2 separate regions of the Mus musculus genome follow, and region 2 is linked to region 1. A link is a contact called in public HiChIP or PLAC-seq data. All regions are on one chromosome and are shown on one strand. The core of a region is the stretch at or near the end of the contact, and the rest is flanking DNA. Distances in the headings are between cores, read along the strand shown. Region 1 has its middle 61 kb from the start of Gm30275. Region 2 overlaps Slc7a7 (solute carrier family 7 (cationic amino acid transporter, y+ system), member 7).

Evidence for each region. HiChIP or PLAC-seq counts read pairs in DNA pulled down with a chosen protein or histone mark.
Region 2: an H3K27ac HiChIP or PLAC-seq map of extraembryonic endoderm stem cells shows a contact between it and region 1. The contact joins two enhancer-like sites. A contact is called at or near these places in 1 of 15 datasets of contacts at CTCF or cohesin (large pre-B cells), 2 of 484 Hi-C or Micro-C datasets (the BV-2 cell line and the G1E-ER4 cell line), 4 of 115 datasets of contacts at active chromatin or transcription factors (embryonic stem cells, extraembryonic endoderm stem cells and trophoblast stem cells) and 1 of 9 other capture datasets (embryonic stem cells).

Annotation. Positions count from the first base shown.
Region 1 is chr14:54,062,151-54,067,353 of GRCm38.p6, forward strand. It overlaps Tcra and Tcrd. Among named protein-coding and RNA genes, the nearest start is that of Gm30275, 61 kb to the right of the region's middle. Within about 2 kb of position 2,566, at least 31 of the 459 cell types and tissues checked have an H3K27ac peak or open chromatin away from gene starts, as enhancers often do. A contact at or near this core is called in extraembryonic endoderm stem cells, where this site is marked.
Region 2 is chr14:54,381,746-54,386,948 of GRCm38.p6, forward strand. The region is part of intron 2 of Slc7a7 (solute carrier family 7 (cationic amino acid transporter, y+ system), member 7); the gene reads right to left. Among named protein-coding and RNA genes, the nearest start is that of Oxa1l, 24 kb to the left of the region's middle. Within about 2 kb of position 1,991, at least 65 of the 459 cell types and tissues checked have an H3K27ac peak or open chromatin away from gene starts, as enhancers often do. A contact at or near this core is called in extraembryonic endoderm stem cells, where this site is marked.

The sequences.
Region 1 (5,203 bases), core at 1,316-3,815:
CAAGGGGATAACAATTCACATCCATGAATAAAAGTTGTTTTACTGAACACAAAATGAATGTGCCTCCTCACCCAGCATCTGTACCAATTGCTGTAAAGCCATAGACCCTGCCCCAGTCAGCCAAGCGGAAGGAGTTTCCTCTGTAATGGCCATTTCTACACTCTTAGCCTTTCAAGAGGCTGCATGGTACCTTGTTCTTCTAATAGGTTCTCAATGGTGATTGACTACAGTGACTCCAAGTCTTTTCCCCCATTGGCAGCTCATGAGACTGGGTCAATCACACTTAGATATAATAGAAGACAGAGCTGTGGCCACAGCATCCCGGCTTGTAGCAAATGGGTGGGTGAGCCACTACCACTTCATGTCTGTTTCTGGGGAGAATGAATGCATGCAAGGGTTTCTCCCATCTTAGGCCAGGTTCAATAGCATATTCTCTAAGTCTCTGGAAACTTTGGCAGTCTTTATACTTTTAGAAGCAAATAATACTACTGTGTTCTAGTAGATGGTCCCACCCATGCAATGTTGGCAGCACTAAGTAGATTCAGTGGGTAATTTTGAGAGGGACAAAGAGAGGGAGGGAAAGAGAGGGAGGGAGAGAGAGAAAAAGAGAATGAAATTTGAAGGAAACGTGGCAGAGAGAGATGTCAGAGGAACTGAAGAATAGCTGATATGTAAATTTGATCTAACACATTATGTGCATTATGAATATCAGGTAAAATGCATTAAAAAAAAAAGCAATTGTCAAGGGGCATTTAGGGAGGTAATTGATTTAATCCTGTGCTTGCTTATTTTCCTTTTCTGAAATGATGTTTACATTGCAGCTAAGTGGGGCTTTGAGTGAAAATTTCTCGGGAATCCGCAGAGATCTCTGTGCCCTAGGCATGGAAACAAAGCCAGCAGCTCGTTTTCAGGGAGTACTAGCCATGTGTCAGGCACAATGCTTAGAGCCTCCCAGACATCTTCCTCCCTAACGTTCTTGCTCCCTGGGTCAGTGTGTGGGAGCTGGAGGAGGTACTGTGTCTCCACGAGGCAGATAGCAAACCAAAGCCTCAGAAAGGCTAAAACTCTCCTGAGAGTCAACAGCTAAAGTCTCAAAGAAGAACTTGGATTCCAGATTGTTAGATTGCACAGCGTTAGCTCTAACCACTGTGCCATGAGCTATATTCTCATTATCAAGGGCTTATTAAATGTGAGGCACTGGAGTTTTAATAAGGCTTAGCAGAAAAGATTTCACAAAGCTCCTTAACTACACGCTAGAACACAGACAGCTCTCTATGTATACCATTGTGACTGTGCTTGGAGTCTTGTAGACTTGGTATAACTCACGGCGTCTTCTCCCAAGACAAGCACAATGCCCTTGCTTTATCCATCCCCAGTGTTCTTCTATCTCAACTGTCCTGCTCTGAATTCACTCTCTCTGTTGCTCCTTTGCCAAGGTCTTCTACAAAGGAACCTCCAGGACTTGAACTTGATAGCGGCCACATGACTTTAATGAATGCACTGTGTCATAGTTACCCGGCTACTGAACCAGCCACTCTTCTGTTTCATTTTTAAATTTAGCAGGTTCCTCTTGCCTGTTCCTCTGTCTTTTCAGGGGTACAGTGCAAAAGAGAGCTGAAGGGGTAGAGACCGAGAAGATTTCAAACTTGGAGGTCCAGAGAACCAAATAATAAGTCAACTGAAGAAACAAGGCAGCAGGAAATATGGTAGTATGAGTGTAACTGCACTGCTTTCATGACCTCAGAAGACCAGCGAGGATGTATCTAGCAGATACTGTGTGTGTTCAGGTGAAGCAGAAGTCAAGAAGCAAGCATTGCACTGGTTGCAGATCTTGCCAGGAGCAGAGCAGCTGCCGAGACAACTTCAGCCTTGACGCATACATCCAAGATCTCAGAGGAAGAATAGCTTACACGGTGAGCATCCCCTGGTGACATTGACCCAATTGTAGCCTCTTCCTCCAAGCCTCCAAGGGGAAGGATGGCTTCTTCCTGTTAACAGAATCTTCCCTTCGAAGTCGGGTTAATGACTCTTAAACCCTGAGGGAACCCAAGCTTACTTTGTGATGGACTAGACTCCTTTGCAAACCTAACAATATCCCTTATCTACAAGAGTCTGCATCCTACTTTATTTTTAGCAGATCTGTGCTGGCCGCAGCCAGAGAGTGTCAGAGTAACAATTGTCAGTCAAAATCTCCCTAGGATCCTGAGAGACTGGGAGACCAGATGATCACCTCTAAGTAGACACACACCCCAGCCCCTGCCCCATCAGCACAACATTGAATCCTGAGGCAGCCTGGCCATTTTGCCAACCAGTTATTATTTCTTCTGGCAAAATCTAGATTAGGAAAATAAATTGGCTTTGTTTCTGATTCTTCTTAAGCATAGATCCTAAAGAACCCGGCCATAAATGAACAGTAATCTTCAATTTCATCTCTTACAGGCGGCTTCCAATCCATCTTCCCAACCTGCAGCTGAGGCAGCTGCTCCTGAGTCCCTTCAGTAATCTGCACACATCCACCGACTCATTCCTGCAATTTGTCATTCCCTGTAGCTCTGCTTTTGAACACTAGGGGGCAATGCTGGATCAGCCAAAATGCCAGATGCTCCATTTCGGTTTTTTATCCCTACCTTGCCTTATCTTTTCGGGATACAAGTCTCTTGTTGGAAGGCAAAAACAGGACCCACCCTCAGAGCACCCGACAACGTGGTCAGGCTTCTTGCAATGCCTTTCTCATATCTGGGATCATAGAGATAAAATGCAGTTCACTGGCAAACAGATCCAGCCCTGTAGGTGACCTTCCCCACTGAGAAACAGACAGGGAGAGGGCTCATCTAATCATGGGAGTGACCAAGAACAATCTGTATCTTAGCTGCCATGCTTGTCTCCACCCATGCAGATGTAAGCCCTTGGGGGTGACGTAGTTAAATTCCAGGGGGCAGTGCAATATTTATCAGCAAATACTTGTTGGATGGGTGGGTGGACACAAATGTAGAATTTACTAGTTCCGGATTTGTTACCCTTTTCCAGCTGTCTGGATGCCTAATGCTCAGCTGCTGAGCATGCAATTTTGGAGATGACAGAGAATGCTCAAGACGGTGAAGCTAAACCAGTGGCTGCTGGTTTGCAAATGTCATTTCAAGAGGGCAGTCAAGGTTCAGCTCTCTTCTTTTCAGGAGCTCTTTCATAACACTGACCCAAAGTGCATGGACCCTTCCTAGACTGGGAGTTAACAGAAACAGACACCGATCCATTAATAGCCAGTTGTACAAAACCCTGCAGCCCCTTTGTAGAAAGCACAGCACCCATCACTTTCCTAAGTAATTAGTGGGAATTCCGTGGCTCTCAGTGGATCCCCGAGATGCTCAGTGTGCTCTTCTGTGCTTAGATCTATGCTTAGAGGGAATCAGGAGACACCTCTCCAGGCTGCATGTCCTTCTGCTTTCATTACAATGGATGCCTTGGCCTCTGGGATCTACACAAAGCACTGCTGAATGACCAAGGAGAGAAAGCCACGCCTGCTTTGAAACCCAGCACCATTTGTAACTGGGAATTGTTATATAAGAAGTCCCCGCCCTTACTCAGCTCCCTTCAACTGTTCTGAGAAGACAGCAGACACTGTTGGGTTTCTGTGGTTGGAGTAGACTTTGAATGAGATTTAGAGCACTCTTCCTTTCCCAATATGAGACTCCCCCAGTCATCTAGCTGCCTTCCCATGGTAGCAGCCAGTTTAGTGCCTCCAAATAAAAATATATAGGCACTGTTACAAAAATTCCCCACACGCCCAGAAAGTGTCATTTCTTCCCAATATAAGACAAACTCTTGCTGTCATGAAAAAATTAACAGGAGGAAGAAAATGTTTCTTCTGGAGAAATCTTCCAGAAGAAGAAATCCTTCTCTCTCTACTGTCTCAGGTGGGGCCTTACCTTCAGAGCTCTGACACCGCAAACATGGGGTTCATCTTTGTTATTAGATCTGATATGCCAGGGAGTACAAACATCCCAACCAAATTCACAAATGAGCAAACATGTTCCTCATGCTAACTAAAAGTTACCTTCTTAGGTTGCCTTAATGAAGCACTGTCTTGGTATACCTACCTCAGTGCTAAGATCACGTCTCAAAACAACCAGGGAGCCCTTTCTAAGCATCAATAAACTCATTCTCAACAACAGAGTGCTTTAAATCTCAGTCAAGGTCTTGAATCCAACCACAGACACCTAACAGTGACTTCTGTCTTCACGGAACAGTTCTGTTAAAGGGAGCCAGAACAGGATGGGGACTTATTTTATAATGTACGCCACTTATACACATTTCTGATTTAACCCTACCCTTACAGTCTAGGGCCTCAGAGTACAGGCCTGTAACCACAATCTTGAAAAACTTGAAAAGTTGTTCTTTGATGTCTTCCCTGGAAACAAGCAAACTGAACAAAAATTCTAAAATACTCTTTTTCTATCACTGTCCACGGAAGTCCAGGTGATCATATCTTCTTAAGCATGTCCTACACTCTGACTTTCTCAGGATGCCTTGGTGTGGTTAAAAGAAAGGCCCTTAGGGTAACTTCTCTGTTCTCTACCTTAAAAACAAAAATGTATGGAAATTTCCATACGAGAGAAGATGGACAACTAACAGATGAGACTCAAAAGAAAACGGACGTTCTCCGGGTGAGCTCACTTGCTTTCAAATACAGCCCTATCTTGGGGCCTGGATTTCCATGCTAAATCCCTGATTGATGAGTGACTTGAAGCCTTGATGCCAAGGCTGAGCACAGGTAGTATGCAAGCCACGCTTGGGAGCTGGTTAGAAATGAAGCCCACATTAGCCAGAGCAGACATGTGGCTGGGGTGGGGTTGTGAACTAGCTAATGAACATCTTGGGAACCTGGCTAAGGCACATGGATTCTGTTCTATGGAAAATGAGCATAAATCAGAAGCACGTAAAGGAAATGTACCTGGAAAGAGTATAGAAGGATTGCTGTCAATGTGGAGATTGATCGAGGACAGAAGGAGAAGGATAGAGCCACATGGGTAATGTAAAACACATGGAGGGCATTCAGGTTCAAGTTCAAGAAAGAGCCTAAAAAGTGGGTGGGAGGTGCATGAGGGACAAAGAGAAAGGAACCACAGACTGACTCTTCCTGACATTGTATGTGTGAGCTGGAGGAGTCTCTTAAGTCTTATGCCCTAAGGTCTTATCATTCAAAATT
Region 2 (5,203 bases), core at 741-3,240, 320 kb after region 1:
GCAAGCTGACTCTTTAAGCAGGCCCTGAGGGTCTAAACTCAGGTCTCCTTTCTCGAGCACCAGGCACTCTGCCCAGTGAGCCACCTCCCCAGCTCCCTTTCTACGTATTACCCACGTTTTTTTCTGTTTTCTTCTGAGGAGATTTCTGGCTCTACTCAAATACATGTCTTTGTGCCTAATAGACATAACAGTAAACAACCAAACCTTATCGAAAGGCTGAGCAAACACGTACCCATCGCTCCAGGCCACCCCGGTGCTAAGTTAATCATTAAAGACGGTAGTGTACTGTCTCCTCAGTAATCCCACAAAATAACGTGTCTTTATCTTGCCCTCCACAAGCCTGTCAGACACTGCTCTTCCTCAGCCAGTGGTCCATCCCTCGCTACCCACTGGACTTCCATCCTGAGCTATTTCAACACCACGAGAAACCTGTCTCTCCCTATCTGGCAATGGCCACTCTCCACCTTTAGGCTCTGCAAGCCAAGTTTTCATTAGAAACGCCAAACACAGATGTGCTTTGCCTATGTATGCTCAGGAGAGTGGGGGCCCCTAGAACAGGAACCCCCTGGCAGGAATGAAGACATTCTAAAGTGAAACTTATATCTCTCCCCACTTTTGGCTAGCAGATCATTAAGCCGTGGTCCCAAGTAAGTTGGAATTTCCTTAGGCATCCCGTGCGTAGAAAAGAAAAGGGCTGAAGCCTGGTGCCGGCTGCAGGAAAACCTAGTGACTCAAAGTGATTTCACACAGCGTGGCATCTTCTCAGGCCACTTTGCTAGAGACATTAGAACTAAGGCGATGAGGACCAGGGTGGTGGAGACCATTCTTTTACCAGGGCTGCTTAGCTGTGCATGTCTCTCACCCTCTATTTAGACCTAAGCCTCATATTAGAATCTACTGAACCTCTTTGCTTGTTCGTTTCCCTTCCCAGTGTTGCCATACTGAGTGCATCTCCCTCTGCATCTACTCTTACTTTGTCTCTTTGAGTGGCCAACGATGCCCCAGGGTGGGCCAGCCTAGCAGGGTAACCATAGGTCACAGCATGGGACTGGAATAGACTTAAAGGACTACTTCTGCTTCGCAGAGTCTGCAGCTCCATGTCACAGGGCACTTTGTCTTGGTTCTGTTCACGGTCATGAGCACAGACAAGACAGCTGACTCACGCCTTTTCTTACAGCGACCCCGGCCAGGAGAATGCGGAGCAGCGGTTCTCAACCTTCCTAATGCTGAGACCCTTTAATGCAGTTCCTCATGCCACAGTGACCCTCCCCAAACAAAAAATTTTGTTGCTACTTCACCATTTTAATTCTACTACTGTTATGAATCATAATGTAAATATATGTTATGTAGGGTATCTGACATGTGACCCCTGTGAAAGGGTCATTGGACCCCCACGCACACTCATCGAGGTCACAACTCCCAGGCTGAGAATGTTGATATTTTGATCCCTACGGCTAGGATCACTTCATCCCTTCTGTTACCTGCCATGTTCCCCACTACTGGGGAACAACCCCCAGTCACAGACCCCCATCATGTCCCGGTCTGCTCTCTGTACTGAACTTGAGGAGGGGAGGCTCAATTTGAATGCAAAACCCTACACACAGAGACGGGAGCACTGAGAGAACCGGCTGAAGGGAGCTGGCTCACACCTTGCACAGCTCCCAGCTTCCTCCAGAGAGCCTGGCCCTGGGAACAGGAAATGAATAAGGCAAGCCTCAATGCTGACTAGGCTCTTTGTCCCCACCCCTAACAGATACAGCTGACCAGAGTCCCCAAAGCTCAGCCAAAAGTATGGCTCTTGAAGCAAAGCCCCACCTCCTGCTGCGGAGTCAGAGGAAGGAGACCTCAGGGTTAGAATAATAGGGATGGATGCAAGTTAGCCTACAGACAAAGACACCTGCCCTTCTACCCCGGCGGGTAATTCAGTCCCCACCCAATACTGAGCCAAGTCCATGGGAGGATTGCCTAAAATGACCTTTAACCTTGACCCAGCTGCTACTCTATCCCTGCAAGGCAGCTGCTGGGAAGATGACACTCCTGCAACCTGAAGAGGCACTCCAGGACAGGTCAACCCCAGCAGACACAAAGTCTCTGGGGAGGATGCTGTCATGAGGGCCCAGAATCCGCTCTAGAACAAAATGGAAATGCCCAGGTTGTTCTGAAAAGGGAAGGTGGGAGACCGATCAGTTAAGAGTACTTGCTGCTCTTGCAGAGAACCCATGTCTAGTCCCCAACACCCACACAACTAACTACCCATAACTCCGGTTCTAGGGGACCATACACAATTTTCTGATCTCTGCAGGATCCTCCATGCACACGACACACACATGCATCCAGGCACATACACATAAGATAATTTTTAATCCAAAAGTAGCAATACCTTTAGCCTGCTCTGATCAATGCCCAGGTTTAACTTCAAATAGTCTAAAGTCTCACCAACAAACTGTGAGTCCTTATCCCGTAGAGATTAATCCTGAAGCTTACAAGTTAAATGTTAATGATGCTTAGATAAGCTTCAGTACTCTCACGGGATGGGACCACAGCAGCGACAACGTACACTGTGCTGGAGTAACAAACGTTGGTCTCATTGTTCACTCTACTTTTGCATTAATATGTGCTTGCATTTTTCCACAATATGCTCTTCTTAATTCATAGAGTTCAAAATATAACAGAATGAAATTAATACCATCAAAGGATGTCAGGGAAGCCCTGTCTCCTTTCCCGCTTCTTACATGTTTTGTAATCTTTATTGGGAAAGCAAACTGCCTTTTTCTAATCTGACAATGTGTGCCACACGCCACAAGTCCAGACCGTCTATCTGGTCCTGCACCTGTTCTAGCCTTCCTGTCTGCATGTGCACCACATGAGTGCGGGTGCCTGAGAAAGCCAGAGGCCTGAGCTACAGGCGACCTGTGTGAGCCACTCCCTGTGGGTGCTGGGAATCTAACCCAGATCCTGTACGAGGGCTGTGACTGCGGAGCCATCTCTCCAGCCCTGGTTTTCCTGCACTGATGGAAGATGGCTTACATCGCAATAGCAGACCCTGTGTGTGGTGGTGTGGGTTGGCCTTTAATGCCAACACTGGGGAGGCAGAGAATGGTGAACCTCTGGTTTTGAGTTCCAGGCAGGCCAAGGGACATAGTAATACCCTGTCTCAAAGACAGAGAGAGAGAGAGAGAGAGAGAGAGAGAGAGAGAGAGAGAGAGAGAGAGAGAGAGAGAGAGTCAGAGTCAGAGTCAGAGTCAGAGTCAGAGTCAGAGTCAGAGTCAGTCTGGTAGGGCAGTGATGGTACTCATCTTTAATCCTAGTACTCAGGAGGCAGAGATAGATCTCTAAATTCAAGGCCATCCTGGTCTACAGAGCCAGGTCCAGGACAGAGAGGGGGGGAAAAGTCCAACAATGAAAGTAACCCTTCTCCCTAAGGTAAGGATACAATGAAGAGGCTGGCATCTTTGTGTCCCTTCTAAGATATGGGCCACATTTTGTAAGTAACAAAGGAAGACCTTTCTTTTCTCTTTTCCTTTTTCCTTTTTCCTTTTTCCCTTTTTCCCTTTTTCCCTTATTTTCCCTTTTCCCTTCCCTTCCCTTCCCTTCCCTTCCCTTCCCTTCCCTTCTCCTTTCCTTTCCTTTCCTTTCCTTTCCTTTCCTTTCCTTTCCTTTCCTTTCCTTTCTTTTCTTTTCTTTTCTTTTCTTTTCTTTTCTCTGAGACAGGGTTTCTCTGTGTAGCCCTGGCTGTCCTGAAACTCACTTTGTAGACCAGGCTGAACTCAGAAATCTGCCTGCCTCTGCCTCCCGAGTGCTGGGATTAAAGGCTTGCGCCACCACTGCCCGGCAGGAAGACCTCCTTTTAAGCACAGGAACCAGCCTCCCTGATCGCAGGCAGAGAGCTGTTGGTGTTTAGCGGCACTGTTTATTACAGTAGTTAGAAAGTAAAGAAAAAGAAGGGGAAAATCTCTGGACAGGTCTCAGTATCTTGTTGGACTGAACTTTTTTTTCTTACTGCAATCAAAGAATATTAAATGTGATCTTGGCCGAAGGGGCAGGGGCACTAACCAGAGTGCTGGGATACCAAACTCTGGCCCTGTGCAAGAGCAGCAAACACTGTTAACCAGTGAGCCTCATGCAAGTCAGCCTCTCATTCATATCGTACACCCCAGTTCTAGCAAATACATCCGAGTGTGATCCTTCACCACCTGACTCTAACCAAGTCCCACTCCGAGAAAGAGAGAGAGAAGCTGCTGGTTACACCAACACACACCACAAACAAGCCCGAGAGACATCTTCAACTTTTTACTGACTCTTCTTTTCTGATGTCCCCCAGGTGTTGTTCCGGGTCACAGAAACATTTCACTGACTCATGTGTCATGGGGGAAGAAGATCCAAACACAGAGTGGCCATGGGTCACTGAATCAGACCCCTCCCAGTGTCCTTTCTAGAATTCAGTCAGCACTTTAAACACTGCGGCTGTGGCATCTCTAAGGAAGCAAGCACATGGTTTATACATTCCCCTAGATTTCTAAGCAACCATAAGGCAGGCAAGATGACTCAGTGGATTATCTTGGTTATCAAGGTACTCACAGCCAAGCCCGACAACCAAAGTCTGATCCCCAGGACCAACATGGTGAAAATAGAGAAACAACTCCCACAAGTTGTCCTCTGACCTTTCACAGGTGCACCCTGGCACAAGGCCTGAGAAGTCACCTGCCACGCACGGGAAGGCTCCTGGGCAGTTCTGACTTGGGAAGTTGGAACAGAGCTTCCCAGAGCAGTCTGGTAATATGCCGCTTTGCATTTAACTGGGGTAATTACCTCATGAGATAATCACATGCAGACCAGCTTAGGGCAGAACATGCCTGAACCTTTCCTTAGCCTGGGCTCCTACATCTCTGTGGCACATTGTCACTGCTGGCAATGAAGTCAAAGCCTCTGAGGCAGCCCTGCTGTCACCAAGTTGTTAAAACTCAGGTACCATGGCAACACTGAGACCTGCTCTTCCATCTCCTGCATCAGGAGACCCCCCCAGCTCTCCTTAGTAGTAATTTGTTTGGTTTCCTCTAGTCTTGCCCTCCCACAGGCCTCTGCCTTGTCTGTCTAAGTGGCTCAGATACCCCCAAGCAGGGAGGATGGAAGGAATGTTTTGGAGTTTTTAATTCTTTGGATGAGAGTAATGGCCAACGCCTTTCATCATGCCGATCTCTGTAAG